Regions from separate parts of the Mus musculus genome. Here all the other regions are linked to region 2. A link is a contact called in public Hi-C data. All regions are on one chromosome and are shown on one strand. Each heading gives the region's core, a stretch centred on a gene start, on an enhancer-like site or on the middle of the called end of the contact. The rest is flanking DNA. Distances are from core to core; before and after follow the strand shown.

Evidence for each region. Hi-C and Micro-C count contacts between places; a contact is called where the count stands out from the background.
Region 1: a Hi-C map of cerebral cortex shows a contact between it and region 2, with 2.6 times the contacts expected there. The contact joins two enhancer-like sites. A contact is called at or near these places in 2 of 15 datasets of contacts at CTCF or cohesin (large pre-B cells and stem cell-derived epiblast-like cells) and 6 of 484 Hi-C or Micro-C datasets (DN2 thymocytes, bone marrow-derived macrophages, cerebral cortex and 3 more).
Region 3: a Hi-C map of cerebral cortex shows a contact between it and region 2, with 2.2 times the contacts expected there. The contact joins two enhancer-like sites. A contact is called at or near these places in 1 of 15 datasets of contacts at CTCF or cohesin (stem cell-derived epiblast-like cells), 5 of 484 Hi-C or Micro-C datasets (bone marrow-derived macrophages, cerebral cortex, hematopoietic progenitor cells and 1 more), 2 of 115 datasets of contacts at active chromatin or transcription factors (T-cell acute lymphoblastic leukemia and microglia) and 2 of 9 other capture datasets (liver and pancreatic islet).

Annotation. Positions count from the first base shown.
Region 1 is chr4:46,926,956-46,929,655 of GRCm38.p6, forward strand. The region is part of intron 1 of Gabbr2 (gamma-aminobutyric acid (GABA) B receptor, 2); the gene reads right to left. Among named protein-coding and RNA genes, the nearest start is that of Gm32135, 46 kb to the left of the region's middle. Within about 2 kb of position 1,331, at least 10 of the 459 cell types and tissues checked have an H3K27ac peak or open chromatin away from gene starts, as enhancers often do. A contact at or near this core is called in cerebral cortex and cortical neurons, where this site is marked.
Region 2 is chr4:46,682,980-46,685,679 of GRCm38.p6, forward strand. It overlaps Gabbr2 (gamma-aminobutyric acid (GABA) B receptor, 2), which reads right to left. Exons shown (of 19, transcript NM_001081141.2): 14 at 1,293-1,403. Among named protein-coding and RNA genes, the nearest start is that of Tbc1d2, 34 kb to the left of the region's middle. Within about 2 kb of position 1,337, at least 16 of the 459 cell types and tissues checked have an H3K27ac peak or open chromatin away from gene starts, as enhancers often do. A contact at or near this core is called in cerebral cortex and cortical neurons, where this site is marked.
Region 3 is chr4:46,872,100-46,874,799 of GRCm38.p6, forward strand. The region is part of intron 2 of Gabbr2 (gamma-aminobutyric acid (GABA) B receptor, 2); the gene reads right to left. The region is part of intron 3 of Gm32208 (a long non-coding RNA gene); the gene reads left to right. Among named protein-coding and RNA genes, the nearest start is that of Gm32135, 8.9 kb to the right of the region's middle. Within about 2 kb of position 1,257, at least 13 of the 459 cell types and tissues checked have an H3K27ac peak or open chromatin away from gene starts, as enhancers often do. A contact at or near this core is called in cerebral cortex, where this site is marked.

The DNA of each region.
Region 1 (2,700 bases), core at 81-2,580, 240 kb after region 2:
TCTTTGTAGTGTTGGATCTATTAAGATACCTAAGGAAAATGGCAAAGCAGGGTCTGGGAATCTGGATTCGGGCCGAGAACATCACTTGATTGGTTAAGTTCTTGCCTCACATAGAGCATGAGTTTGGATGCCTAGATGCAGTAGCTTGTGTATGTAATCACGGTTCTCCCACTGAGACATGGGGGGGTGGCTGAGGCAGGAGGGGCTCTGTAGGCATAAGGGACAGAGGGACAGTCAGCTGGACATATGCAGTGGAAAAGAACAAAGAGACTGTCTCAGGCAAGGTGGAAAGTGAGAGCCAACACCTGAGGAAATCACAACTCCACAAGCATGCATGCATGTACACATGCATGTGTGTGCACACACACACATGTACATGCACACACACACACACACACATACACACACACACACACACACACATATTACATTTGTAAGGTAGAGAGATAACTGTTAAGAACAGCTAGCAATCTTCCAGGAGACCCGAGTTCAGTCTCCAGAATCCACACTGACTGGTACAAACACTCACACACACACACTACATGATGATTTATGTAATCATCCCAACACCCATGCTTTAAAAATGATTTTAGTCAATCCAGGTTCAGCCCTGACTGTGGACCCCTTGGAAGGACAGTTGGCTTCCTCAGTCCAACTGTCCTGCTCTCTCAGATGAGGTTGAACATGCTATCCTGTAAGGTTGCTCTTAGGATCATGGTCTCTAATGCAGACACTCACCTTAATACTGCCTGAGCACCCACTGTGTGCTTCCTGTCATTTATTCCCCATAGTGAGGATACAAGCAATTGGGGAACAGACAGCAACCCCTGTCTTTAAAAAACTCAGCTTCTGAAAGAAGTTAGCTAACAAGTCTATTAATACTGATAACACTACCCAGAGTCAGGACAACGCTACAATTCATAGTTGCCATCAACGGAACCCGGCCATCTTTCGGTTACCAAAAACATATTTCGATTTAAAAATAGTTGCATTCTCTAACTCATCTAACTCCCTTCCTAAGATGGATCTCAATTACAGTTCTTGAAGCTGCTGTGCAGTGCAGGGTTACATCATCACACCAAAGACTTCCTATGACATTTGAATCTAATTCAAGAAAAAAAAAAAAAGATCTGATTTCAGCAGCTTTTAGTCCAGACTTTAGAAAAATTAATTATGCATGCATTCAAGTTGCAATGAGCAAACTTGATAATTTAGGCAGTTTAGCAATTGGGTTGAAATTGTATCGCTAATTTAAAGTCCTCTGCACCACTGGCTTCAGATACAAGGTTATGAAGCAGAATTAGCCTGGACCAGAACAGTGACTCAGCATGAGCAGTCCCGGCTGCCTTGACTGATTTTTAGGAACAGAGAAGAGAAGGCTCCTGGCTGAGCCCAGATGGCGATCACTAGGGTGCACCAGGGCTGCAAGTGAGCCTGCCTGAGTCATTTCTGCCCCCAACCCAACAAAAGCCACAGTGCCCTCTTCACAACCCTGGGAGAGGAATCACAATAAATGAAGCTTTGGGGCTTTAGGGACCTTTCTTAGCCTCTCTCAGGCTCCTTATCTGCAAAGCAAATGTGGCCACAGTACCTTCCCAGTATCTGGGAAGTTGAGTTAAAATATGTCAAATGTCTGGTACACAGGAAGTGCTCAATAAATGCAGCTTCTTGGCATATTTGATGTGGTGGTTTTCATATGTGACACAAACCCTTAGTAGCTTTTCTCCTTGACAAGAGAGGCCATGATAAGGTCCATTGGCTTTGAGTGCCCCAGCCTAGCCTGCCTATGTTCTGCCTGGAATTCCAATCCAAGGAGCTCTAGGTATAACAAAATGGTTGTTGGTTTCTGTCATTAAGTTTGGAATGGCTTGTTACATACAGTCAGTGCCTGGAACACTCAGCAGGTGCACTCATCCCTTCTACACTCCTTGGGCCTTCTTTGAGCAAGTCAATGCAATGGGTACAAAGGGAGCCTCGAGAGTGCCTTCCTATTTATATCTGTGCCAGCACGTGGCTATAAACAGCAGTGTGTCTGTGGGCGCAGGAAGGGCCCAGCTTGCTCTGCTCTCCTACCCAGGCTGTCAGTACCCCAGTCACCGGCAGCTTTGAGCTACCCATGCAAAGCAAACTGGCTTGAGACACTCCCAAGAATTTAGCACGGCTCTAGGAAGCCAGTATGAGCTGACTTCAGAGCATCACAGAAAACCACATTCTAGGTAAGAAAATTGCTAAGAAAGATGTATAGCTCTGGGTGGGAGGCGGTGGGGACTATTTAAGTCCCAAACTCCCAATGATCTTCTCCGGAAAATAAGGGACAACAATAAATAGCACACAGCCAGGACATAACAAGGCTTCCAGAGCTGCTGATAGCCTCCAGCGACGGACCCAGGAGAGAGGAGTAAAGTGAGGCCAGGCACTATTTGTTGGAAACATCATGGAGACAGGAGGAGCTGATGACTTGGTGGAGGTGAAGCCCATCCCAGATCACCTTAGACTGAAGAGGTGCAAGACTACCCCCAAGTAAGAAAGCAGTGAAGGCAGAGAGCTTGCCTCAGGCTTGGGTTTGATGGGAGAGAGATGGGAGCCAGGCCTGGATACCTGATGCTGAGACAGAGGGCAGAGTGGGCTGAGCGAACGGGGACGCCCTCAGCAAAGGGTGGAAGAAACAGTCAGGCAATCTACTGTATGGAACGGAAGACT
Region 2 (2,700 bases), core at 87-2,586:
GCGTCCCCTTTTCTGCTTTTCATATTGATTTGGCTGTTCTAATTGGTTTATGGAAGATGGGTAGCTGAGTCCAGGTTGCTGGGGCACAGGGAGTTCCTCACAGGTGGTACCTCAGTTACCCTTGCAGGTTTATGTTTCAACACCCTGCTGACGGATTCATATGTGTGTGTGTGTATATATATATATATATATATATATATATATATATATATATATATACATATGATAAGTACACTGTAACTGTCTTCAGACACACCAGAAGAGGACATCAGATCTCATTACAAATGGTTGTAAGCCACCATGTGGTTGCTGGGATTTGAACTCATGACCTTCATACTCTTAGCCTCTGAGCCATCTCTCCAGCCCGACAGACTCTTTTAAAAATCCCTTTACTAGGAAATAGCAGCCGTGGAAGCTGACACACAGGAAGGTAGCCATTGTCTGTTGGGAGCCTTCACGCATGCTCCTTGAGTCCCCAGAGGCTGTGTCACCTCTCAGGGGAGGATATAGAGAATGGACCAGATGCAGGGACCTGCCTGGGGCTTATGGTGGTGAGTGACAGGGCTAGATGGGAGCCTGAGACTCTATCTCTGACTGGGATGTACCAAATCAGCAGGAGAGGCATGCAGTGCGGGCATGTCTGAGGACCTGGGGATAACCGCAGATCTCTGGAGTGTCAAGAGGAAGCAGAGTCCTATGTTCTTTGACCTTCAAGGAGTGGATTGAGGACTCCTGAGCACTGGGTTGAGACAAGGAAGAAATTTCCGGCAACACAACCTATCTGCAATCTGTAGTGGCTGTCCTGGGTATATTCACATCCAGATCTCCGGAAGGGGTGAATGTGGCCATGCTGGTAGTGGGGCATGGGGTTGGGGCTGGGGTAGAGAGTCTTTGGAGATATAATTAGGGATCTGTGAATGGAATTTTGTCAGATCATCTAATTGGTCCCCAAACCCAATTCCAAGGATTTGGAGAGAAGAAAGGACTTAGACAATTTTTGAGACAAGGACTGCCTGGAGACACCTTCACTGGAGGGGTCTGGGAAGGGCTCTCCCTTAGAGCCTGCAGAAGAAACACAGCCATGCATCAGGAGGGGAACTGGGATATCATTTATGCTCATCTCCTTGGGCTGTGGTGGGGCCTGAGACCAAGCCCAACACAGACTAAAGGCTTAGTCACATGGGGCATGCTCTGTTTATTTGCTTTGCTTCTTTTCATGTTGTGAAGGCCCCTAGGAGAGACAGGCCTGGCAAAGAAGCACCCCCCAACTCTGCCTCCTGCTTGGTACCTACCATGAGGAGCCCCTTGTAGGCGTAGACAATGCCGAGCCAGATGGTCATGTGGGTGTTTTCGCAGTGTTCCAGCAGTGGGCGGATGGAGATGTCCCGTCCTGCTGGGTCCGGCTGCATAGAGAGAAAACAAAAACCCCAGGGATAGATTGGCCACCTTCCAGCAGCAGAGTTCCAAGCCAAAGGCCTCCTTTTCTCACATACTCCACAACCAGTGATACATCAGGAGACCTTTGCAATCCCATGGTGGGACAAAGGTGACAGCTTAGCACCAACTGTGTTATATGCTTGATGGCTGTAACTCAAGCCTCCACCCTGGGTCCTGTGGCTTCTTCATGGTGGTCCAACTTGGAATAGAGGGGCTGTGGGAAAGAGTGCATTAGTACTGTGCCCCAAGGATCTGATAAGACCTTAAACCCTTCTGATAGAAATATAGATTATTTTGAAGATGTGCATGCTCCTCCTTCCTCTTGGTCACAAAGCACCCCAAAGAATTGGAATTTCCCCCAGGAATCTCACTGAAGTCTGACACCAGCCAGCTGCAGAGCTTGTCTCCTAGAAAGAGATCACTCATGGTACCGACAGCTTGTCAGATCACCTTGCAGAAGAGACTGGAGCCCACACCATGATGGGCTGAGGATGGTCTGGACCACACCTTGATCAAAAGTGCTTTGCTATGCCTTCCTCTGGCCCTCTAAACCAAAACTTCATGTGAGGACCCAAGGATGGCTTGGGAGGGACTCACTGAATCTCTGTGTCCCTCTCCCAGTGTGCCCAAGTTGAATAATGTTTCTCTTCTACTTTGTTTTTTTTTTTTTTTTGAGACAGGGTTTCTCTGTGTAGCTCTGGCTGTCCTGGAACTTGCTCTGTAGAACGTGCTGGCTTCAAACTCAGAAATCCGCCTGCCTCTGCCTCCCAGGTGCCGGGACTAAAGGCTTACAAGCTACTGCTGCTTGGCTTCTACTTTTTTTTTTTTAATTAGTGTTTGTTTAATTGTCTTATTAAGAATAAATGGCCAGATCCGGCTCATGGGGCTGTTAGGGTCCAGGCTCTGATTCTTTTTTTTTTTTTTAAAGATTTATTTATTTATTGTATGTAAGTACACTGTAACTGTCTTCAGACACTCCAGAAGAGGGCATCCGATTTCATTACGGATGGTTGTGAGCCACCGTGGTTGCTGGGATTTGAACTCGGGACCTTTGGAAGAGTAGTCGGTGCTCTTAACCACTGAGCCATCTTGTCAGCCCCCGGCTCTGATTTTTAATAATTGTTGGCATCAGCAGCACAGAGATTAGAACTGGAACGAAACAGATGAGATTAGCCTGGGAAATTCCTGAAGTGTTCAGTGTTTTCACTGAGTTGCTAGGGACCACTGATGGCTTCTGGAGAGGGAGAGTTGGTTCTCTTTAAG
Region 3 (2,700 bases), core at 7-2,506, 190 kb after region 2:
AAAATAAGCATGTCCCCACCCCACCTCCAACAGGGGCTGCAAGCCATCAGCCTGATCCCCTCTAACTCATGGCCAGTCTCCCCAGAGCACACCCTCGCTGACATGGCAACGCTCAGGGCACTTTGGGCAACTGGTGTGTGGTATCGCACTATCCTCGTGGTCTAGGGATGGCACTATGGTGTCTGAACTGGGGAAGCTTGAGGGGAAATAGGCTCCATCTATGTGGCTACAAGGAAGCCGCCATCCATGCTGAGCCAAGAACTTAGAATGAGGCTGCTGTGAGATGTAACCTCTCTCATGCAAGTCCAATAAACTCATTGGTTCCCTGGGGTGGGCTGCGGTGGCATTGCCCTTTGGCTTGTCATCAGGTCTTTAGGAGGAGGTAGCTGTTCACATCTCTCCCAGAGAAGGACCTTTAGCAACTCTATGACTTCACAGCCACAGATTGCCTGCAGGAGTTGAACACCTATACCCTCTAACTTCTGCCACGCCTCTGGCCTCTCACACTTGTGTCACAGATCATCATGAAATTCCCAGACAGGCGTGCAACTCCAGAGACCCAAACCCCACCCTCCTCTACCGTCCTGACATGCTCCCTTCTTTGATGGCCAGCTGGCACCTTCCTGGTTGTACCCTAGTTGGTCTCTCCCTTTTCTGATGCCCAGATTCAGAGTCCTGTATCCTGCCCAGGATCTCTCTGGGATGGGGGAGGAATAAAGCCAACCTTTTCTGGTCCTCACACTGATGTGTGGGAATTTAGACTCCCAGTGGCTGAGTGACTCAGACCAGGACAAACACAGTGTAAGCCTCCCTCAAAGCAGGCCTGATTCAAGAAACACAGCAAAAGGCAAAAGTTAAAATTAACCTGTTTCAGCACCAGCGTGCTTTTTCACCCGGCAGCAGGCGAATCCCTATTTTTGTGGCTCGGGAAACAGAAACAGCCTATTTTCATTCCAGCATTCCAGGTGGGGCTTGGTCCACCAAGGCTGTCTGTCCACTGCACCTTCAGTGGACAGACAGTCAGGGCTCCTTATGCAGCCCACACCCTACAACCCGTTTCTGAAAGAGGTCAAGATATTCAAATCCTCCAGCAGATGCAGACCTATACACCCTTTGTGGGTGAGCTCAGCCTCCAGATGGGGCAGAAGCAACTTGGGAGAACCATGCCTTGGATCCTAACAAATGGATGTACAGTTCCTGTAAGTGAGGGGGGGGGGGGCAGGTTTCCAGGCTGGCAGGCCACTCCCACCAGGATACAGATCTGCCTTTCTTCCCACATTCAGACTCTGCAAGGCTAGAGGAGAATGGCTCCCTTGGGCTTAGTCTACCACAGTTGCCTCCCAAATCATCGGATCGCTCAGATCCGCCTAGCACTGCTCAGTTCCCAGGTCTCTGGGCCCTTTCATGTTTGCATCTTACTGTAACCCTTTATCTGGCCCTGGGATCTGGAAGGAAGCACAAGCAGGGAAGTTGGGGGCTGGCCTTAAGTGGTACCAAGATGCTGGTTGCAGATACACAGCAGATCTACCGAGGCAGGGGGAGACAGAAGCGGCTGGCAGACCTCACTCATCCCTATAGCCAAGGCCACACTGACCATGGCTCTCCGAGGAGGCTTTGTTCTTCAGCCTGTTTACCCTTGGCTCCTGCTACCAAGAAGAAACTCAAATCCAGAGAAGGTGAGGGACTGGGCTAAGGTCTTATAACAGCTAGAGACACCTTGAGGGCTTAAAGCCAGTCTCTCTCTCTCTCTCTCTCTCTCTCTCTCTCTCTCTCTCTCTCTCTCTCTCTCATACACACACACACACACACACACACACACACACACACACACACACACTCTGGCCTGTGCTAGCTCCCTGGGGGCTGTGAAGTTTGCTGCCCTCTAGCCCCTTCTGTTGCACCGGCTCACACCTGGTGTAGCTTGCTTCAGCTGCATGAAGGATCCTGCTGCCCAAACCCACCCACATTCCCACCCCCTAATACTTTATTCTTCTCTCACTGATAGCCTCTGTATCCCATCTGCCTGTCCCCTCTCCTGCTTCAGCAGTAACCCTGTGTCCCATGCCAGGAGAGTTCATGTGGCCAGGCTCAGTGGGCTACCAGTCCTGTATCACGCCTCTGTCACAACCTGGATTCAGGGAAGGTCCCTGTTGGTGCTCCATCACTGTCCTGACTTCTCAGCCCCCAGACATGCAGACTTCCTCATTAGCAGCTGCCTGTTTGAATTGGTCGTTCTGTTCCCTCACAGGGCTGCACTTCACCCAGCAGCCCTTTCCCACCCTTCAGATCTCAGATCCAGTGTTACCATCTCCCAGAGGCCTTTGCTGAGTGCCCACATAGCCACTATTTAATCCCACACGCCTACTTATTTTGAGCACAGCCCTGTCTTATTACAGCAACTTCATGGCCTGGGCTAGGCTGGTTGAATTTAAATCCGGCCTTACTGCTTAGTAGCTGTGAAACCTTAGGCAAGCTCCATGGCCCGTGGGTACCCCACCTTCCTTATATATAAAGTGGGGATGATAACAGACCAGTAACAAAGACTGAGTTGATGCACGTTAGGGTTCATGACAGTGCCTGGCACCTGGTGGGCTTCAGGGACCATCCTGAAGATTGCTGCTACTTCTTTGTTTACTGCCTGGCTTCTTTCCAGTGTCAAGCTCTGACATGATGGAGACCATTTCTGCCCTTCAGTTCTAC